Linked DNA regions of Muntiacus reevesi: region 1 is linked to region 2. The links are chromatin contacts, called in public Hi-C maps. All regions are on one chromosome and are shown on one strand. Each heading gives the region's core, a stretch centred on a gene start, on an enhancer-like site or on the middle of the called end of the contact. The rest is flanking DNA. Distances are from core to core; before and after follow the strand shown. Region 1 holds the start of COPS4 (COP9 signalosome subunit 4). Region 2 holds the start of ABRAXAS1 (abraxas 1, BRCA1 A complex subunit).

Region 1 (5,230 bases), core at 251-2,750, 400 kb before region 2:
CCACTTCAAAACCCTGGTCTACAAATGCCCTCAACTGTTCAAGTCCTAAAGCGTTCCCCTAGAGAGGGAATACCCTCCAACATCCAGTTAACTTGTATTCAGAAGGCAAAGATGGGGCCCACTGAATACAATGAACAGTGTAATTATCCTCTTAAAATGCAGTACTAACCATGGTGTCTGACCACCATGCAGGTGTAACAACTGCAGTGGGTGTTCATAATTCCTGGGCAGGATTCTACCATTGCTGTGGACAAGTAACTACTGTGTTTCCCACTCTTTTTTGGAACTGCAGTTATCCTATTCCTTCTGTCCTTGCTCCTCTATTGATTTGTATTACATATTTGGGCCTGAGACAGATAATTTGTTCTATAGTGTATATATGTTTGGGCCATGAACAATTACATCCAAACTTTTGGAGAGGGTTGTACATTATCAGACATCCTGGATTTTAGGCTGATACAGGAACTGAGTGGGAACTTGAACTCTCTTCTTTAGGGTTGCGTGTCCTACGGTAAGAAGGATACACAGAGATAATGTATTTTGATTAGAGGGACAAATGGCAATGGAGACTGCTGGTTGACTCTCCAAAACCATCCTTTCCTTTGACCCAGGCAAAAGGAAACTAAATATCCAGACTCACAGTTGCCAGGCATGGAGATCTCACCAAGTTTTTAACTATGGAGGGACATCTGAACTGAGAGCGAAGGACAGGAAAGCCTGGCTTGCTGCAGTCCATGGGGTCGTAAAGATTTGGACACGACTTAGCGACGGAACTAGAATAATAAAGACAACAAATCGCCACATTACTTTCTCAAAGGATTTCCTTGTTCTAGACTTCTTTTCTTTCCCCTTCTCCAGAGAACATGTTCTTTTTCACATATAAAGTGGCAAAAATTCAAAAGTCTAACATCCTTTGTAGGTAAGACTGTAGAAATTTGCACGCCTATATAAATACATAAATACAATTACGGATCAAGGTAAGGCGATCATCCAAATGGAGCAGTTTCCAGAGTGAAAGGGCATGTTATTAACAATTATTCCAGGACGACAGATGGAAAATGGCACTGTCCTAGACAAACTGGGATGTATGATCAATCTATATACAGACGCAGAGTGGGAAGGGAACGGGGACATTTTTCACTGTAGTTTACAAAAGTACCGGTCTTGTGGTAAATTGTAAACAAAAATAACTCGTTCTTTACCACGGGTAGTTGGAGTGCAGCCTTAAAGAACAAGGGATGGTAAACTACGACAGGAGACACGGAACTTGACGAAAACCCCGAAGTTTTGCGAATCGGGCACTTACTGGGGTTGCACAAGCGACACAGTCCCTTGGAGTTCATCCGCCAATCCGGAGTGGGAGCGCGCGAGCCCGAGCCTGTAAGAGAAGCCCGGGCGGGCCTAGGATTTGAGGAGTGGAGCTTCGCGTCAATCAACCCTGGGGGCGGGCCTAACGCAGGCGCCCACACTCGGCGTTCTGGCCTACACAGGCGCTACTCTGTGGCATCTCGGGTTCCCTCTAGCCGCACTCTGGAGGACTACACTCGGTTTCTTTCGGCCGCGAGAGGCCCAGCAGCCTCCGCCGAGCTGGGAGAAAGATGGCGGCAGCCGTGCGGCAGGATTTGGCCCAGCTCATGAATTCGAGCGGCTCTCATAAAGATCTGGCGGGCAAGTGAGTATTTCCTGGGGGCCTGGGAGGTGGAGAGGCAAGCCAGAGACTTGTTCTCCTTGGATTGACGGCGGCTTTCGGATGTGAAGCTAGGAGCGGGCCTGAAGACCAAGGGGGCGGGCCTGAGGTCGGTCGTGGAGGCAGATGCTGGGAGCAGCAGAAAACTGGAGGGGACCTTGTGCAGGGAGCGCTCAGGACCTTAGATCTGAAGTGGCTGTCAACTTTTTCAGCCCTTGATGGCATCCTTTACGTTCTCTTAAGATTCTAGAAGCGCGGTCTGTGGGACGACTGCTCCCATGGCCTTCTAAGCCTTCTCTGGTGCCCCTTCCCATCGCTGGCTGGCCTCTCACACCGAATTCTGGCCTCTGTTTGCCTCTGCTCCGCCCGTTTTTTCTCTTTGACTGAGGGCCATTTATATTCCGGAACCTTGGTGCAGAGTTTTCCGGGGAGATGGCTTCTTGAGGCTGACGGGGGCTGAGGAGGTATGGCCGCTATCATGTCGTCCAGAACTACTTGAACCATCTTCTGTGGGTTGTGTTTTGGGTACTGTCTCTCCCCGCCACCAGCTCTGAAGAAGGGCATGGAGGAATGTCACCACAACGTGGGTCAGGATGTCTAGAGGAGTGATGTTTGCAGAATTTTAAACAGATGATTAGAAATTTTGTCGGAATTTATGTAGAAGGGTTAGGTCCACTCCAGCTTAAATTTGTGATTTGTGCCTGCCCTGCAGTCAGTTATTCAACAGTGTTAATTACATCTAGACAGATAGATAGATAGATAGGGAGATAGATAGTCTGTTTCCTCTTTGTAGATTTCACAGCACTATTTTTTTTTGTAATGAACATGAATTCTGTTTAAAATGTGCTTCTCAAGTTGATCTTATTTACATTTGACAGCTAAGATCACCTTGCTCCGTTTCAACAGGCTACACCTGTTTTAACCTGGCCATTGAAACATTGACTTTGTTTTATGTAGGCTGTAATGCGTTTTGTCTGCTAGTAAACGTAATCCAGTATATCAGTGGGAAATTTAGCAGTGCTCTTGGGCTTAACTACTTTGCGGGGCAATTTCCCTCTCAGGAAGATGGGATAATTATAAGATAATCTGTCTGAGGACAAAATGAATAGAGTGTGTATATGCACCTAGAACAGTACCTGGCACTTAGAAAGAGCCACAGGATTGTCCTCCTTACTGTTACTATTATTAAGAAGCTGATAAGTACATATTGACTTAATCCCTGGGTTGGAAATAAATTGAATATGTCTCACTGCTTAATTCTTTTTGCATGTAATTTTGATAGATTTGGATGAAAGTAAAACTTGCTTATATTTTTTTTCCATGTTTGCTTTCCTTTTTATTTTGTTAAAAAAAAAAGATAAGAGTATTAGTTATCAGAAGAGATACAGTTTTCACGTATTTGCAGAATTCTGAAACTTAAGCTAAGCATTTACTTTCTCAGCTCTGAATTGCAGATAAACAGTAGTATCTACCTTCCTGGGTACATCAGTTATTTACTGCTCTGTAACAAATCAAAAACTTAGTGGTGTAAAAGAAGTATAATTTCTCAATATGCTTTAGATCAACTAGGTTGTTTCGCTGGTCTTGTCTGGGCCCACTCATGCATACACTTGTAGCTGTTGTCTGGGTCTCTCTGCACACTGTCTCTCGTTCAGGGCCTTAGGAAGGTTCCAATGGGGTGAAAGAAACAGCTGGCAAGCCCTCTTAAGGAAGGAAGTCTCACAACATCATGTCTCAAGCACTGGTCAGAGTAAGAAGACCAGGCTGGATTCACGGCTAGAGGAAATGCAATCTACCTCTATGGGAAGGGTGGCCAGGTTACATTGCAGAGGGGCGTAGTAAGGGGAAGGCAGTAACTGGATGCCATTATTGCAAGAGTCTAGTACACGGATTGTTGTGAAGATTAAATGGAATAAAGTACTTGATAACTGATAGCCAGTGCTTCTTAAGGAAAGTCTTGGCCTTGCTTGTAGGTACATATCTGGTCCTGTCTGGGCAAGAATGTGTCATATTTATTTTCACAAGAAAACAGTTCTGCCAGCTACATGCTCTATGAGAGAAATACTCTTACACCAGTGGTTTTAGGGTTTGTATTAGGAGCTGAGTAACAAAGGTGGAGAAGGAAATGGTAACCCACTCCGGTATTCTTGCCTGGGAAATCCCATAGACAGAGGGGCCTGGTGGGCTTCTGTCCATGGGGTCACACAGAGTCGGTTACGACTGAAGCGACTTAGCATGCATGCAGCAAAGGAGTCCATATTAAGAAATAATGGAATAAATTCTTTTTTGAAATATTGCTGTGTTGCCAGAAATTTACAGAATATCTTTGAGTAGTTATTCAATAAATATTGCTTGACTCAGTGAATAGCTGGAAAGGTGTAGAGTTTATATTTGAAACCAGGTTTCTCTATTCTAAAAAGCTAATTTTTAACCTGCCAGACTTCAGTGCTTTTCTTGTCAAAACTTCAATTAGAAATACTTTCCCATAACTATGAAATAATATAGCAGTTTAAAATTGATATAAAAAATCAGCCATATGAGAAAGAATTTTGCCAATTATATACACTGCTTTTGTACATATGCATTGTGTTGATTATCTCATATGAGTTTCAGAAGAAGAGAAAACCCTTGAGAGAGGGCATTTGTTGTGCTAGCTTATTCACTTGGCTAAAACCTATGTGGTTCTTCAGAATTCAGTTCAGATGTTATTTCTTCCATAAAGCCTTCTTGGAACAACCATCATCACGTCGAGGATTCAGTTATTTGCTCATCTTCTACCCAGTGGCATGCTGTGTTTATCTCTAGGATAGCACTTCATTGTTTTGTCTTTTTACTTCTCTGCTTTTCCAGCTAGATTGTTACTTCTTTGAGGGCAGGTTTGAGGTCATAGATTAAAGGTCTTTGCTTAGTCAGTGCTATACAGATATGACCCTGCCCACCCCACCCCCAGTTCTGTGGGATGGAGGGTACCCAGAAGAAGATATTAGACCTTTGAAATCTAAACATTTCATTTTACAAAAAAACTGTTCACCTGGAGAAAGAAGAGAATGGGGGATCTTTTAGTTGCCTATGACTATAAAAAAGGTTGTTTTGCAGGAAAGAAAATAGACTTTTCTACCTCACAGAGAGAGATTTTGGATCAGAGCTTTCTGATAATACAGTAGAATAGATTGTCAAAAAATACGCTCAGTCATGTCCAACTCTCTGCGACCCTGTGCACTGTAGCCCACCAGAGTCCTCTGTCCATGACAGAGGACTTGCCCGTCCGTTCTCCAGGCAAGAATACTAGAGTGGGCTGCCATTTCCTTCTCCAGGGGATCTTCCCGACCCAGGGGGTCAAACTCGGGTTTCCTGCATTGCAGGCAGTTTCTGTACCATCTGTGCCATCAGGGAAGCCCGGAGGACACACACACACACCCCCCCACACACCCCCAAGGTCAGATTACACACACATACTTTACATACACTATACACACACATGCCCCAGAGGCAGGTTACATAGCTTCAGTGACCCGTTCTAATGCAGATTCTCTGGTTCTTTGT
Region 2 (4,530 bases), core at 1,392-3,891:
TACATGGTTAGAAGAGACTAAAGACTACTGTGACTTAAGCACTCTTGGAAGCACAAAAGGCTTAAAGCCAGAAATGAGAGCACAATGTTTGAGGAAGGAAGAGCAGCATAGTTAGCCTTAGAAAAGACTCCCATTTGTAAGCGAAAGTCGCTCAGCTGCGTCCTGACCAGTTGCGTCTGACACTTTGCGACCCCATGGACTGTAGCCCACCAGGCTCCTCTGTCTGAATTCTTCCGCCCAGGATACTGAAGTGGGGAGCTGTTCCCTTCTCCAGGAGATCTTCCCACCCTAAGGATCAAACCCAGATCTGCCACATTGCAGGTGGATTCTTTACCGGCTGAGCCACCAGGGAAGCTACATTTGTAAGGAAAGTTTACAAAGAGTCTGCCTGCCAATACCGGAGACACGGGTTCAATCCCTGGGTTGGGAAGATTCCCTGGAGAAGGAAAATGGCAACTGGCTCCAGTATTCGTGCCTGGGAAATCCCATGGACAGAGGAGCTGGGCAGGCTACAGTCCATGGGGTCACAAGAGTTGGACACAACTTATCCACTGACCCACCACCCATCTGTAAGAAAATCATAGGTAGAAGGAACAGTGCCAATAACTGACCATCCCAAATGACTAGCCCGACCATCAATGGCACGGGCTTCTGAGAGTCAGTGATGGCTTCTGTGCTATGAAATGACACAAGATGGGCTTTTTAGATTAAGAACTGTGCTCATTATTAATGATCTGGAAATCAATATCAGAGTCTGCTTTATAAAAGAGGAGCCTGGTTCTTTTTAAGATGTAGGCATCTTGCCACAACAGCAGTGACTTCTGTGAATTTCAAAGAATTCAATTATTTCTCTTGGTACACTTAGAGACCCAATGTGCTTGACAATGAATTTTTAACCTTTATAATTAGTTAAGACTACTTTTAAAAATTCATTAGAAGAAGAACACAAAGCAATGTTTCCACAATGTGAGTCTTCATTAGAATCAAACGGGAACAGTCCAGAACTCTATAGTGTTCTAGACAAACCCCTGGAAAAGAGACAACAGAAGACAATACAACTACCCAGAAAACCACCTTTTAAAGGCTTTAGGAGAAAGATCTGAGAAGCAAAGCCCTAACAGTATGGTACTTTGCAAGTGCTAATCCTTTAAGCTACATAGGATTAAACCCATTCTTGTTTATATTTACACTAAGATAGTCGAAGATAATTTCCACAACTACAGGCATTTTAAATCATCATATATTTGCTCTAGGCTAGGTGTTAAGCTACAATGTAATTTAAATTTGCATACACAAAAACTATCAATTCCAACCTTATTAGAACTGCGCCAAAATACTGTTTTGGAAAAGACAAGCCTTTATTACAAAATGAAAGTCACAACATTTAGCAGAAATCATGAGGTTTGGTATAGATATTCCCTAAACCCTCTTAGCAAGTTACTAAGCACTTCCTTTCTTTGGCTCAGACGGCCAAGAACCTGCCTGCAATGCAGGAGGCCTAGGTTTGATTCCTGGGTTTAGGAAGATCCCCTGGAGAAGGGAATGGCAATCCAGTATTCTTGCCTGGAGAATACCAAGGACAGAGGAGCCTGGCAAGCTGTACAGCCCATAGGGTCGCAAAAAGTCGGACACGACTGAACGACTAACACAAAGCACTTCCTCTCTCTGACACTACTCCTCCGGCTCCAAGTTTTACACTGGTTTTTAGTTCCATAAATAAAAAGTTTTAAAAATAGGCTCAATTAAAAAAACAAAAACTACTTTATTACTTAACTTTATCTAGAAGGTCTTGAACCTAGGCAAAAGTGTGAAATCAGGATTTAAATATTTCATATTGGAGGCTGTACTTAAATGTACGCTCAAATGTACTTAAATGTACGCTTATAAAAGCGAAAGCTGAAGCCATAGCTTAAATGTACGCTTAAATGTACTTAAATGTACGCTTACAAAAGCGAAAGCCGAGGCCATAGCTTAATAAATTTGACAACAATGCAAACAAAAGTCAGATACCCGATACAGATCTTTTCCGCGTACTAAGACTGACGCCAAAACAGCCACCGGTGGCATCATCCATCTTTCCTTTACGAGCCATCCATGTGAGCAAACGTGCCCAACTGCGGCCCCGCAAGGGAAACACCGAGTTGTCTGCGAAAACCACGGTCGGGAGCGAGGAGCAAGTTAACCCGCAACGTTCCCAGCCGCGGCGGGAACGCTGTGTGAACTTTCTATTCCTTCACGACCGAGTTCGACCAGAAAAGGGGGACTGCCGAGAGACACGGGGGCGTGCGAGGCACGGGAACGCAAGCGCTGGTTCCAAGAGGGGCGCTGAACCTGGAGAAGGCACCTCTAGGACCGCCCGGGAGCGAGAGAAGGCAGCGCCGACGGCGGAGAGCCCGGGCGGCGGCGGCGGGGAGCCCACGGGCCGGCCCCGAGCAGCGGCGGCCCGGACGTCGCCCAAGCGCGGGGGCTGGGGGGGGCCTTCCGAGGCGACGCCGCATCCCGCCCCCGCCCTCGGCTCACCGTGTCCGAGTCGGTGTTGAGGTGCTGGAAGGCGAGCGCGCCGAGCACAAATCCGGAGAGCACCGCCGACGTGCTCTCGCCCTCCATGCTTCCGTCGCCGCCGCGCGACTCCAGGGGGCGGGGCGTGGGCGGGGCCGAGTGAGGAGGCGGAGTCGCCCGAGGAGGCGGGTCTGCGCCTGCGCAGTGGCCACGGCGCGCTCCGCGGGGTCGCGGGCCGGCGGGCGAGGCTTGGGCGCCCTCTGGTGGGGATGCCGCGGTGAAGAGGTTGTAACTGGTGCTCAGGTCCGTCTTTCTGGGTGTTGGGCAACTGCTCTGTCCAGGGCCAGGAATAGCGCCTTAGCAGCTAACTGCTTCTGAGGGGCCCTGGCATAGATGCGAAAGTATGGGAAATGAAAACAGCTGACAGAATAGAAGCATTGCCTAGTGGCATAATAACACAATGGAAATGCCACGTTTGGAGCTTTCACAGTGTCAGATGCTACGCTTTACCATTTGAAACTTCTAGAATACTAATGACAATGTCAGAGAATGTCTCTTCTAGAACTCTCTAGTGATGTTTCATCTCGTGGAGTGAGGGAGGGAGATGGATTTCTCTGAGTGTTCGCTTTTAGAAAATTGAGAACTCAATTCAAAGAATATACAGACTGTTTAACCTTGTTCTGACAAGTTAATGATAGTTACAGACATACTGATGATCATTTGATAAGGGTGCTACAGAAACCAGTAATCGAGAAACCAAGCCCCAGAGTCAGAGAGCTGGAGAACTCAGGTTGATTACGCCAGCGGGCCCAGAGGAGTTAACGCTCCAAGCTCTGAGCCCGGAACAAAGGGGTTACAGAGCTTTTATACACAAACTATAGTGGGCAACACTAGCTGCTAATAGGCTGGTTTAAACTAAGGGGTTTTGCACACACGGAAACGGTGGTCAAGATGGGGAGGGGGCTGCCTGACCTTTACATGGACAGGCATGATTAAGCAGGTTTGCAGGGGCTGGACAATTGCAAAGAGCAGGACAAGGATGACCGAGATAAGCTCCAGTTCCTAGTATTGTAAGTCCCCACTTTCTGAGACTATATGACCTATGTGATCCAGACTTTGCAAGGAGCAAGCTGAGTTACAGAGGAAGATTGAGCAGGAGATTATGTAAAATTTTAACTTGTCTTCAAGGGGAATAGGAAGATTATGAATTAACAATTTTCCACACATGATATATAAAGCTATGGTTTTTAAATGAAAGCTAGCTATATATCAGACTACTGAATTAAATTAATATTGCTTGTTTCTGGGTTTTGTTGTGTAGCAGCCATATTTGACTAACATAGTGAAGACATGTACAGCATTAGAAGTTATGTTTTTTCTCTAAAATTAAGTTTTTGCTGTTGTCTCAGCAAAGTCACTGTTAATACAAAAAGATTTTCACTTAAGTTGTATTTTATAGGTAGTAATGATCTAAAGGATTAAAAACTTTTTTTTAAAGTTTGTCCAAGACATTGAAAGTAAACCCTCACATACAAGAGTGAATGATTTTTGACATGATTGCCAAGACAATTCATTGGGGAGGGACAGGTTTTTCAATAAATGCAAAAGAATGTAATTAAACCCTTACTTTATGCCATATACAACAATTGGCTCAAAAGGAATGAAATACCTAAATGAAAGACCTAAAACTAGCATTCTTAGAAGAAAACATGGGGGGAATCTTCATGACAGTGGATTTGGCCATGATTTTTTTGTGTGTAACACCAAAGGGAAAAAAAAGATGAATTTTATTAAAAACTTTTGTCCATCAAACGACATTATCAGGAGAGTGAAAAGGCAACCTACAGAAAAGAGAAGTATTTGTGAATCATGTATCTGATAAGGGATTAATATCCAGAATATATATAAAGAATATATGTAATATATATTGAATATATATTCAATGACAGCAGAAAAAAATTAGCAAAGGATTTGAGTAGACTTTTCTGTAAAGAAGATGCACAGGTTTCTAAGGTGGTGCTAGTGGTAAAG

Evidence for each region. Hi-C and Micro-C count contacts between places; a contact is called where the count stands out from the background.
Region 1: a contact with region 2 is called in a Hi-C map of blood, with 5 times the contacts expected there. The contact joins the promoter of COPS4 here to the promoter of ABRAXAS1 in region 2. A contact is called at or near these places in 2 of 3 Hi-C or Micro-C datasets (blood and muscle).

Annotation. Positions count from the first base shown.
Region 1 is chr22:18,610,513-18,615,742 of mMunRee1.1, reverse strand. COPS4 (COP9 signalosome subunit 4) reads left to right here and starts at 1,500. Exons shown (of 9, transcript XM_065914358.1): 1 at 1,500-1,672. The coding sequence starts at 1,599.
Region 2 is chr22:18,213,396-18,217,925 of mMunRee1.1, reverse strand. It overlaps ABRAXAS1 (abraxas 1, BRCA1 A complex subunit), which reads right to left and starts at 2,641. Exons shown (of 10, transcript XR_010660306.1): 1 at 2,521-2,641.